Linked DNA regions of Mus musculus: all the other regions are linked to region 1. A link is a contact called in public Micro-C and promoter capture Hi-C data. All regions are on one chromosome and are shown on one strand. Each heading gives the region's core, a stretch centred on a gene start, on an enhancer-like site or on the middle of the called end of the contact. The rest is flanking DNA. Distances are from core to core; before and after follow the strand shown. Region 1 holds the start of Rmdn2 (regulator of microtubule dynamics 2). Region 2 holds the start of Qpct (glutaminyl-peptide cyclotransferase (glutaminyl cyclase)). Region 3 holds the start of Galm (galactose mutarotase).

Region 1 (2,771 bases), core at 71-2,570:
AATAATCGGAAATATGACACGGATGAACAAGGAAAACTATAAAAGTTGGAAATCAGAATCTGCTTGCCTACGGTGTACTTTAAAAGGTTGTATAAAATTACTTAAATTGTTTTTAGACTCTTGACTATAGTAGTATACTCTTGTCCTGAGTACAGATAAGGCAACTAAAATTTATTGAGCAGACTTTACAACTCATTTTAAGATGCAAGTTTGCATTTTGGAAGCAAAACATTATTAGTTTACAAACTTCCAGTTATAAATCACTTACGATGAAAAAGGATAGCTATTATGTTTGCATAAATGACCTAAAATTAATACAGTACACAACCAAAGGTTATTAGCAGCGAGTCACCTAGTGAAACAATGAAATGTTGACTTCCAAGGGAACTAGGACACACAATGCTTTTAAAAGAAAACATTGCGTTCATGTCTTAGTTTTACCTCTAGACATTAATGTTCTTAAAGTAACTTGAATGTTTAGAACGAGCTCCTAAGAAACATTCATACGAATTCATCAGCTGGTCCTTGGGATAAGGGGAAGGCATAAAGAGCTCGAACCCATAAACAAGAGGAACGAAAACGACCAAGAGGGTCAAGCAACATGCCTTACAAATCAGCTTTAAGTTTCAAGCTTCGGAAGGCAACATTCGGACGGAGTTCTTGGGGCTATCATGTATTCAGCGATGCAAGTACTTTACCATTGAATTCTAACACTCCATCAGACTTTCATGCATTTCCTCATCTATAATTTAAATTTGGAGCCTTTTAGTATTCAACTTATTTGCAAATGTTAGTAGTAGTGCTGTTAGTCTAGTTTCCATGTTTGTATAAAAAAGGGCAGACAATCAAAATTTTTTTCTTTTTTAGTTGGGGGGCACGCAAAGAGAACAAGGTTGGCGCGAGCCTGAGGCAGGAGCAGAGGCGCGGTGCCCGCCTCCGGTGGTCGCCTGGGCTCGGGGGTCAGGAAGCCACCTCTCCAGGGCGCAGGCTCCTCTAGGATGGTGCCAGGAGTGCCCGCAGCCCCAGGTCACCAGGCGGCAGGCCGCGACCCGGAAGTGGAGCAGCCGCCGGAAGTGCCGCCGCCTTCTTCCACACGCCCCACCGCCCGTCGGACCCGGGCTGCCGAGCCCAGCCCGCCCAGGTACCCCTTCCCTGGCTAGGTACGCACCCGGAGTCGTTGCGCAGGCTTCTCTGGGGCTGGAGCCAGGGAACCGGGACCCGCGGGCGAGCGGGCGAGCCAGGAGAGGATGGCCGAGTGGAACCCTGTGCAGCCTGCGGGTCCCAAGGTCCTGCGTGGTGGCCTTCGTGTCTGACCCAGATAACGGAGGCGCCGGGGGAGGAGCCGCTAGCGGCCCGGGGCTCCCGCCTCCTCCGGCCGCCAGCACTGCTCAGCCCCGGGCTCCGGGCCTGCTTCTCTCGACCCGGAAAGCTGAGCCCCGCAGAGCGCCCCGCAGGCCGCCTCGGAGGCAACTGCCCCCCTCCACCCGGCGCATCCACTGGGCCATCCCTGCCACCGATGGCTTCCAAGGCCTCCCCGCCCTTAGCTCACCTCCACCCCCACGGCACAACTTTTAACCTTCCTTCAGTCAAACGCAGACTTCTTGCACCATCATCTGGTTTTCCTGACTTCAACTCACTTTGATGTTCTATGAACCAAATTCCCAGCCTCTTTGTCCCCTGCTGTTTTGAGTTGCTTTCAGTTCAAAACCAGTCTTCTTGGATTCAGGTGGCTGGTGTTGAAGGTTTGCACAGCATCACGCTCTGCAGATTGTGTAATGATAATTCTGTCAAACTTTTAAAAAACTGCTTAAATGCCCCTCTGTAAAGCTCTCACTTGGAGCATGGTTGACTTAAACTTTTGACTTGATGAGAACAGTCTTTTGGGGGGAGGGTCAATATAGGGTTTCTCTATATAGCCCTGGTTGTCCTGGAACTCACTCTGTAGACAAGGCTGGCCTGGAACTCAGAAATCCGCCTGCCTCTGCCTCCCAAGTGCTGGGACTAAAGGCGTGCGTCACCACTGCCCGGCTGAGAACAGTCTTAATTACTAAAGTTCCCATCAATGAACTGAATAGAATTAAAAATGGATGCACCCCTGTTTATCAAAAACATAAGAACCAAACCGCTGTAAAAAGAATCAGGGTTGATTGATTGTACAATATACTATTCTTTACTGAAGGAAATTGAAGAAAACAATTTCACATTATAGAATTTTTACTTCCTAGTGTGAAATCAAGTTTATTACAACCTAGCTTCTGCCATTTTACTAAAAGCACAGCATGCTGGAGCTGGAGACATGGCCCAGCACACCCTCACAGGACCGGTCTCTAGTCATTCTCCTCTGTAAACAAACCACCCGGCATCTCTTCTTACATGGTGTTCCTTTCATACTGGGTTATACTAGTCTTGGTAAATCCACCAACCTTGATCTCTTTCCCTTGAGAAGCTATTGGACACATTCCTTGTCCCTCGGGGTTCATTTGTGCTTTAAAAGTTTATGCACGAGGGCTGGTGAGATGGCTCAGCAGGTAAGAGCACTCGACTGCTCTTCCGAAGGTCCGAAGTTCAAATCCCAGCAACCACATGGTGGCTCACAACCATCCGTAATGAGATCTGACTCCCTCTTCTGGAGTGTCTGAGGACAGCTACAGTGTACTTACATATAATTAAAAAAAAAAAAAGTTTATGCATGAAAGGATAAAGAGTTTAAGGAAGTAGCCGGGCGTGGCGGCGCACGCCTTTAATCCCAGCACTTGGGAGGCAGAGGCAGG
Region 2 (2,771 bases), core at 93-2,592, 560 kb after region 1:
CTGAAGTGGGCCATTCATACACTAGTGCATGAAACTAGCTGGGAATGAGCATGTTGGACGTGCAGAAACGCTAAAAGCACTTAAAGTACTTGTTTAGTAATGTCGCGCGCAAGGTTCTATCCCTAGACTGATGCTTTTCCTAGTTTCTTTAAAGACATGCCATTTTATTCCCAAACCGTCATCGTTTGCACAGCTCGTAGCAATTTCATGATTTCAAAACTGTTGCACAAGAAAAGGAAGTAATTGTGAATCTATTTTCTTCACACAAAGCGACTTGGCAAATCATTTTTATTCTGAATTCCTTAAATGAGATTTCCACAACTGAATTCATTTATCTGAAAACAGCGTGCGTCTCTTTTAAATATTTAACAATATGCTGGCGCTGAGTCCACCAGGAAACTCAATCCCCATGTAGCATCCTTGAATGCTGTAGTTGGGCATCCATGGGGACACCCCTAGACGCGCGGTCTAGGCATCCAGGAGCAAGCGCGGGGAGCGCGGAGCTCGCGGGTCGCGATTGGGCAGTGGCGCCCCCATGTCCCTGTTCTTGCACAGCCAGCGAGACATACTTCCTGTGCCTATCAGCAGCACCACCACCCCCCATCAGAGCGCAGCCAAAGGGAGGCGGGTGACATCACTCAGCCCCCAGGCGACACTAGCGCAGCCCCGAGACCAGCCCTGGCGCCCAGACTTGGGAGAGAGAGCACTGGTTCCCAGGAGTTGGGTGAGGACTTGGTGCCTGAGCAGGGGGACAGCATCCCTGACCCGCCTCCCGCTAGTCCAAGAGAAGGTGGCCGAGTCCCAGGTCCTGGCACCCTCCAACGCCACTCAAGTTCAGAACGCAGCAGTGGCCCCTCACCTTCTCCTGCGTCCAGGCAGCGGAGACCAGACTCAGATTCCCAGCTGTCAGAGACAGGACGGTCGCCTGCAGTAGCAGCAGGTGGAGAGTGCCCACGACGAGCTTGTCTTCGCTGCCTGCCATCTCTGCAAGAGTGTGTGGGCGTGGATTCCCGGGGCCGCCAGCGGTCACGAGCCCGGGAACGCGCGCCGGTCGCCCTGCCTTCTCCCTTCTCCACCCCTGGATTGATTGTGTCTGCCTCCCAGTCGCCTCCTGTGGCCTCCCGCTGTGCAGCGCAAGCACAAACCAGCAGTCCTCTCCCAGAAGCCTGGAAGCCAGGGGACTGAGCTTCCCTGGGTGACAGGAGCTTTGGAATCCAAGGGACAAAGAAAACACTTCCTTATTTTAGAAAGGATGGAGGGAAAAAAGGAAGGGAGGGAGGGAGGGAGAGAGAGGGAGGAAAGAAGGAAGGAAGGAAGGAAGGAAGGAAGGAAGGAAGGAAGGAAGGAAGGAAGGAAGGAAGGAAGGAAGGAAGGAAGGAAGGAAGGACAAGGAAAAGCCTTCCTGTAGTCCATAGATACGAAAAGAGTTTACCAGGCCCTGGGGGCTATAAGTGGTTTTCTGCACCTATTCACCATGACACTCAGACAAAATCAATATTTGTGCAATGCTCTGTACAAGGCACCGTCCCAGGTTCTAGGTGGTCTGAGACCTAGAGGAAGGGGGCGCTGGACTGGAAGGTTCTGGGAAAAGTGTTCGCTCTAGAACAGTGGTTCTCAGCCTCCCTAATGCTCAGACCCTTTAATACAATTCCTCATGTTGTGGTGATCCTCAACCATACAATTATTTTCGTTGCTACTTCATAATTGCAGTTTTTACTACTGCTATGAATTGTAATGTGACTATCTGATATGCAGGCTATCTATCTGATCTGTGACCCCTGCGAGAGGGTTGTTAGATCCGCAGGTTGAGAACCGCCACTCTAGAAGCTACCATTTTTATCTTGTGTCCCTTTTCTCGAAAATAGTTATCTTTCCTTTAAGAGACAGCCCACTGTATGCCCAAACTGACAGGTAAGGTTGAAATAATTACTGAAATATGTGAGATTTAAAATATTACAGTTGTCCCAAAAGTAATTATTTCTTATGACTGTCTCTAAAAGGAAAAGCCCAAGTAAAATTTTAGGGAGTCCTCTTCTTCCACCAGCCTTTTCACTGGGCAGTCAACCAACCACAAATCAAAAGCAACGGGGTTTGTATCAGTGCTGTACACGAACATCCACACCCACACACCATATTCTTTAAAGAATGTAATACTTATTGCATGTCATCAAACATTATAAGCAAATTAGGAATGATTTAAAGTCTATGGGAAGATGTTCATTTTATATGTAAATTTATGGCATTTCTATATAAGGGATACAGTGCATGTCCTTGGATTATGATATGGAGAGGGTAATACTAAAAACCATCTCCTGCAGGCAACCCTAGGGGCTAGGTTTTTTGGTTTTTGGAGTTTTGTGGGGTTTTTTTTTGCATCATAAATCATTATTATCTAGATAATCCCATCTTACAAATAAAAACAAGCAAATAAGCTGACTAGATCTGGGTCTCATGTAAAGCACATGTGTATAGTCCTCAGGACTGCAGGAGAAGTGGGGGGTGGGGGGCAATCAGAGCTGACAGGGTAGTTCAGTGGTAGGGTACTTTAAACCTCGGTTTCAATTCTCAGCACTGCAGAAAAGAAAAACCGGGGAAAGGGTATATTTAGTTCATAGGTTTCTGGCCTAAATTGTGAAAGTGGTTTCTTCTTCCACAGTGAGGATATGAGTTTCTTCTGCCCCAAGTCAGCTCCCAGCTACACGGAATTCCTAGAAAAATCAGAACAAAGACAAAGACACACAGAATTATTTTCTAAAGACCAAAGTTAAGGG
Region 3 (2,771 bases), core at 196-2,695, 510 kb before region 1:
TTGTTTTCTGTCTGGTTACGTGCAATGCTAAGGAATGGCAAGATATAATTTTTTCTCCTGCTGCAAATCAAACCGCAATCCAATGATTTAATTATGTAACTATTGAGCTAAAGTCTGAGCTCCGCGCCCCGCCCTCCCCCCCCCTCCGTAAACTGCAAGTTGAAAATGACCTTTGTCTATCTTGTTGAGTCCACTGCATTAACAGAGCTGTAAATGCATAAATTAAGATAAAACCTATGCGTGGATCAAGATGAAACGGCTGGCTCTTGCTCCAGGACAGCTTAGGCAGAACGAGGCCCTGTCCATTTAAAACAAAACAAAACAAAACAAAACAAAAAAACCCCACAAACACAAACAAAACAGACAAACAAAAACAAAAAGACATGCTGCGAATTGCGCAGCTGATCCTGATGACTATGTCCACGTCTTAGGAGGCCTTATTTCTACCCCTTTCATTGAGAACATGTTTCTGAGCAGATGAAGGACATTGTGCCCTACCTACATTGACCACAACAGCCAAGCAATCTGATGGGTTTACATCAGTCCTAAATTCTAAAGCATTTCTGCTCAAGGAGCCCTCAGAGAAGATTTGACAAGAGAAAGAAGGGAGATAGTAGCAGGCGCCCGTCCGTCTTTGATTTTCATTCCTCAGAAAACCACAAGCGAGGAATACATGCAAACCGCCCTGTGCCCCACAGTTCTAAGCTCATTCCAGGGAGTTGGTCTTTCTCAGCTGACTTCCTCGTGAACAGTGACAAAGTCTGACTAAGGGGGGCCAAGTCCTACAGCTATTTGGATTAGATCCGGTTTTTTTTTCCAACCTCAAAATCCTGTTAAGTGGCTTACATGAGCCCGTTCACGCGCTTCCAAGTAAGACTGCTCCAAGCTTGGGGACCTCAGTCAGGTCCCGTGAGTGACTGGAAGAACCCAGTGTACACAGGATCAGGAGTGTGTGCGGGCCTGTTTGACAGGCCAAACCGTTTAGCAGTCCTGGGCAGGACGCGACCCACCTTCCAATTCCGCAAAGCCAAGCACCACGTCTGAGGCTTTCCCCTGCCTGTCTTTGACCTGCAGAGCAGTGATCGTGCAGCCCCATGAGATGATGTCCACACTCAGCTGGTCTGACCGAAGCTGGAATTTCTCCACTGTCCCTCCCCCCGAGGGCAGCTCTCCAAACACGGTTCTGGTCACCGAAACCATTGGGAAAGTTCAGGGTGTGCAGCTTCTCCTTGCTGTTCAAACTCTAGCCTGGATCACGTTTGGAAAGATAAAGTTCCCGGGAGAAGGGGAGGAACTCAGACTAACTCCTCCCCTTTATTGCCTGGATTTAAACAGTTGACCACTCCTGGGGTCGGGGAAAATGCTCCGATGCCTTTTTAAAATTTTTCCTTTATCCGAGGTAACTGAGAAGCAAACTTTCCAGTTGAGTTTGCTGGTCTTTTCCTTCTCTAACCCTGACTGCAGTGCATGTCGGGAATAGTAGTCTTTAAGAAAATTGCAATTGCATCTTGGGGCATGTAGTTTAAAACGAACCAACTTTATTTTGCGCAGGTGCGCGCGCGTAAGGCATCTTTAGGGGGTCAAAAAAAGTCTCTCTCTCTCCTCTCCTCTTCTCTCTCTCTCTCTCTCTCTCTCTCTCTCTCTCTCTCTCTCTCTCTCTCTCTCTCTCTCTCTCTCTCTCTCTCTCTCTCTCTCCTCTCTCTCTCTCTCTCTCTCTCTCTCTCTCTCTCTCTCTCTCTCTCTTTCTCTCCTTTCCTCCTTTCTGAAAAGGTTCTCTCTTGTCCCTAATGGGCTCTGAAGAAACACATCTGGTGGGCAGGCTTGGAGGCCCGCTCCTTTACCTACTTTTCATCATCTCTTGGGCCATTCTGGTGTGGATTATCTGGGACTAGATTTAAAGAAACTGAAGGTTTGATGGCTAAGTCTGACGTTTCTCCTTTGTTGGCCTAGGATTAGGAAAGTGTTATTAGGATCCTCAGTAAGATCATGAGATTAAAATACCTCAGTCTTTCATTGCTTAATCTACAGCTCTAGATGGATTCTGGCTCTAGGAAGAAGAGGTCTGGGAGCCTAAAGACGTGTATAACTCAGTCTATCTGTATTTCTGGTCTTGATTTAGACACGGTGAGGGTGGAAACGCATCTGTGGTTAGAAAAACAGGAGAACTGAGCTCATGTTCCTGTAATCAAATGCCAATAAACAACTGTCTCACTCGTTTCTGACTGTGAAATATGAAGGAATCTTAAGCATTCATGCTACAAAGCCTCAATTATCCCTCTCGAAATTCGGGAAACTCTGATAGGAAAGAAAAAGAGCTTGCAGCAGGCTTTATTAAAGTACAATATCTAATATCAAAAAGACCCAAACAAGTCAAATTACAGACTGTGCGTCCCCTCACACAATAACCCAAAGGCACTCTTGTACACTGCTCATCACACACTCTTACAGACTCTGCAAGTCTCCTCAGCCCACTTACCGTGTGTGCCTGACTTATACACAGGCCCTTTCAACAACACTGTGCTAGCAACGATGCCTGAGAACCCTCTTCTGTGAGTGGGAAGACCACAGTTTTTATTTCTCAGCCTCCAGTTCTCAGTGTTCTGCCAAGCTCATGCTGCCAAGGGAAGAAAGACACCTTGGGTGGCTAGCACCAAGTGTAACCAGAGACGTTCCTATTGCTTAACTTGGCGCATGAAGTGTACCATATTTCCCTAAGATGTACAGGGTACGGGTCTTGATTTTCTTTCCCTGTGGCTTTGAAGTATTTAGAA

What was found. Promoter capture Hi-C pulls out the DNA fragments that hold promoters and counts their contacts. A called contact is a pair of places that touch in the nucleus more often than the background predicts.
Region 2: a contact with region 1 is called in a Micro-C map of embryonic stem cells, with 4 times the contacts expected there. The contact joins the promoter of Qpct here to the promoter of Rmdn2 in region 1. A contact is called at or near these places in 6 of 39 promoter capture datasets (the HPC-7 cell line, cranial neural crest, embryonic stem cells and 3 more), 2 of 484 Hi-C or Micro-C datasets (bone marrow-derived macrophages and embryonic stem cells), 2 of 115 datasets of contacts at active chromatin or transcription factors (embryonic basal ganglia and embryonic stem cells) and 3 of 9 other capture datasets (adipose tissue, embryonic stem cells and liver).
Region 3: a contact with region 1 is called in a promoter capture Hi-C map of the HPC-7 cell line. The contact joins the promoter of Galm here to the promoter of Rmdn2 in region 1. A contact is called at or near these places in 6 of 39 promoter capture datasets (the C10 cell line, the HPC-7 cell line, cranial neural crest and 3 more), 1 of 484 Hi-C or Micro-C datasets (liver) and 1 of 9 other capture datasets (adipose tissue).

What each region holds. Positions count from the first base shown.
Region 1 is chr17:79,613,766-79,616,536 of GRCm38.p6, reverse strand. Rmdn2 (regulator of microtubule dynamics 2) reads right to left here and starts at 1,320. Exons shown (of 11, transcript NM_001368314.1): 1 at 1,169-1,320.
Region 2 is chr17:79,050,477-79,053,247 of GRCm38.p6, reverse strand. It overlaps Qpct (glutaminyl-peptide cyclotransferase (glutaminyl cyclase)), which reads right to left and starts at 1,342. Exons shown (of 7, transcript NM_027455.3): 1 at 860-1,342. The coding sequence starts at 982.
Region 3 is chr17:80,126,145-80,128,915 of GRCm38.p6, reverse strand. It overlaps Galm (galactose mutarotase), which reads right to left and starts at 1,445. Exons shown (of 7, transcript NM_176963.4): 1 at 1,011-1,445. The coding sequence starts at 1,200.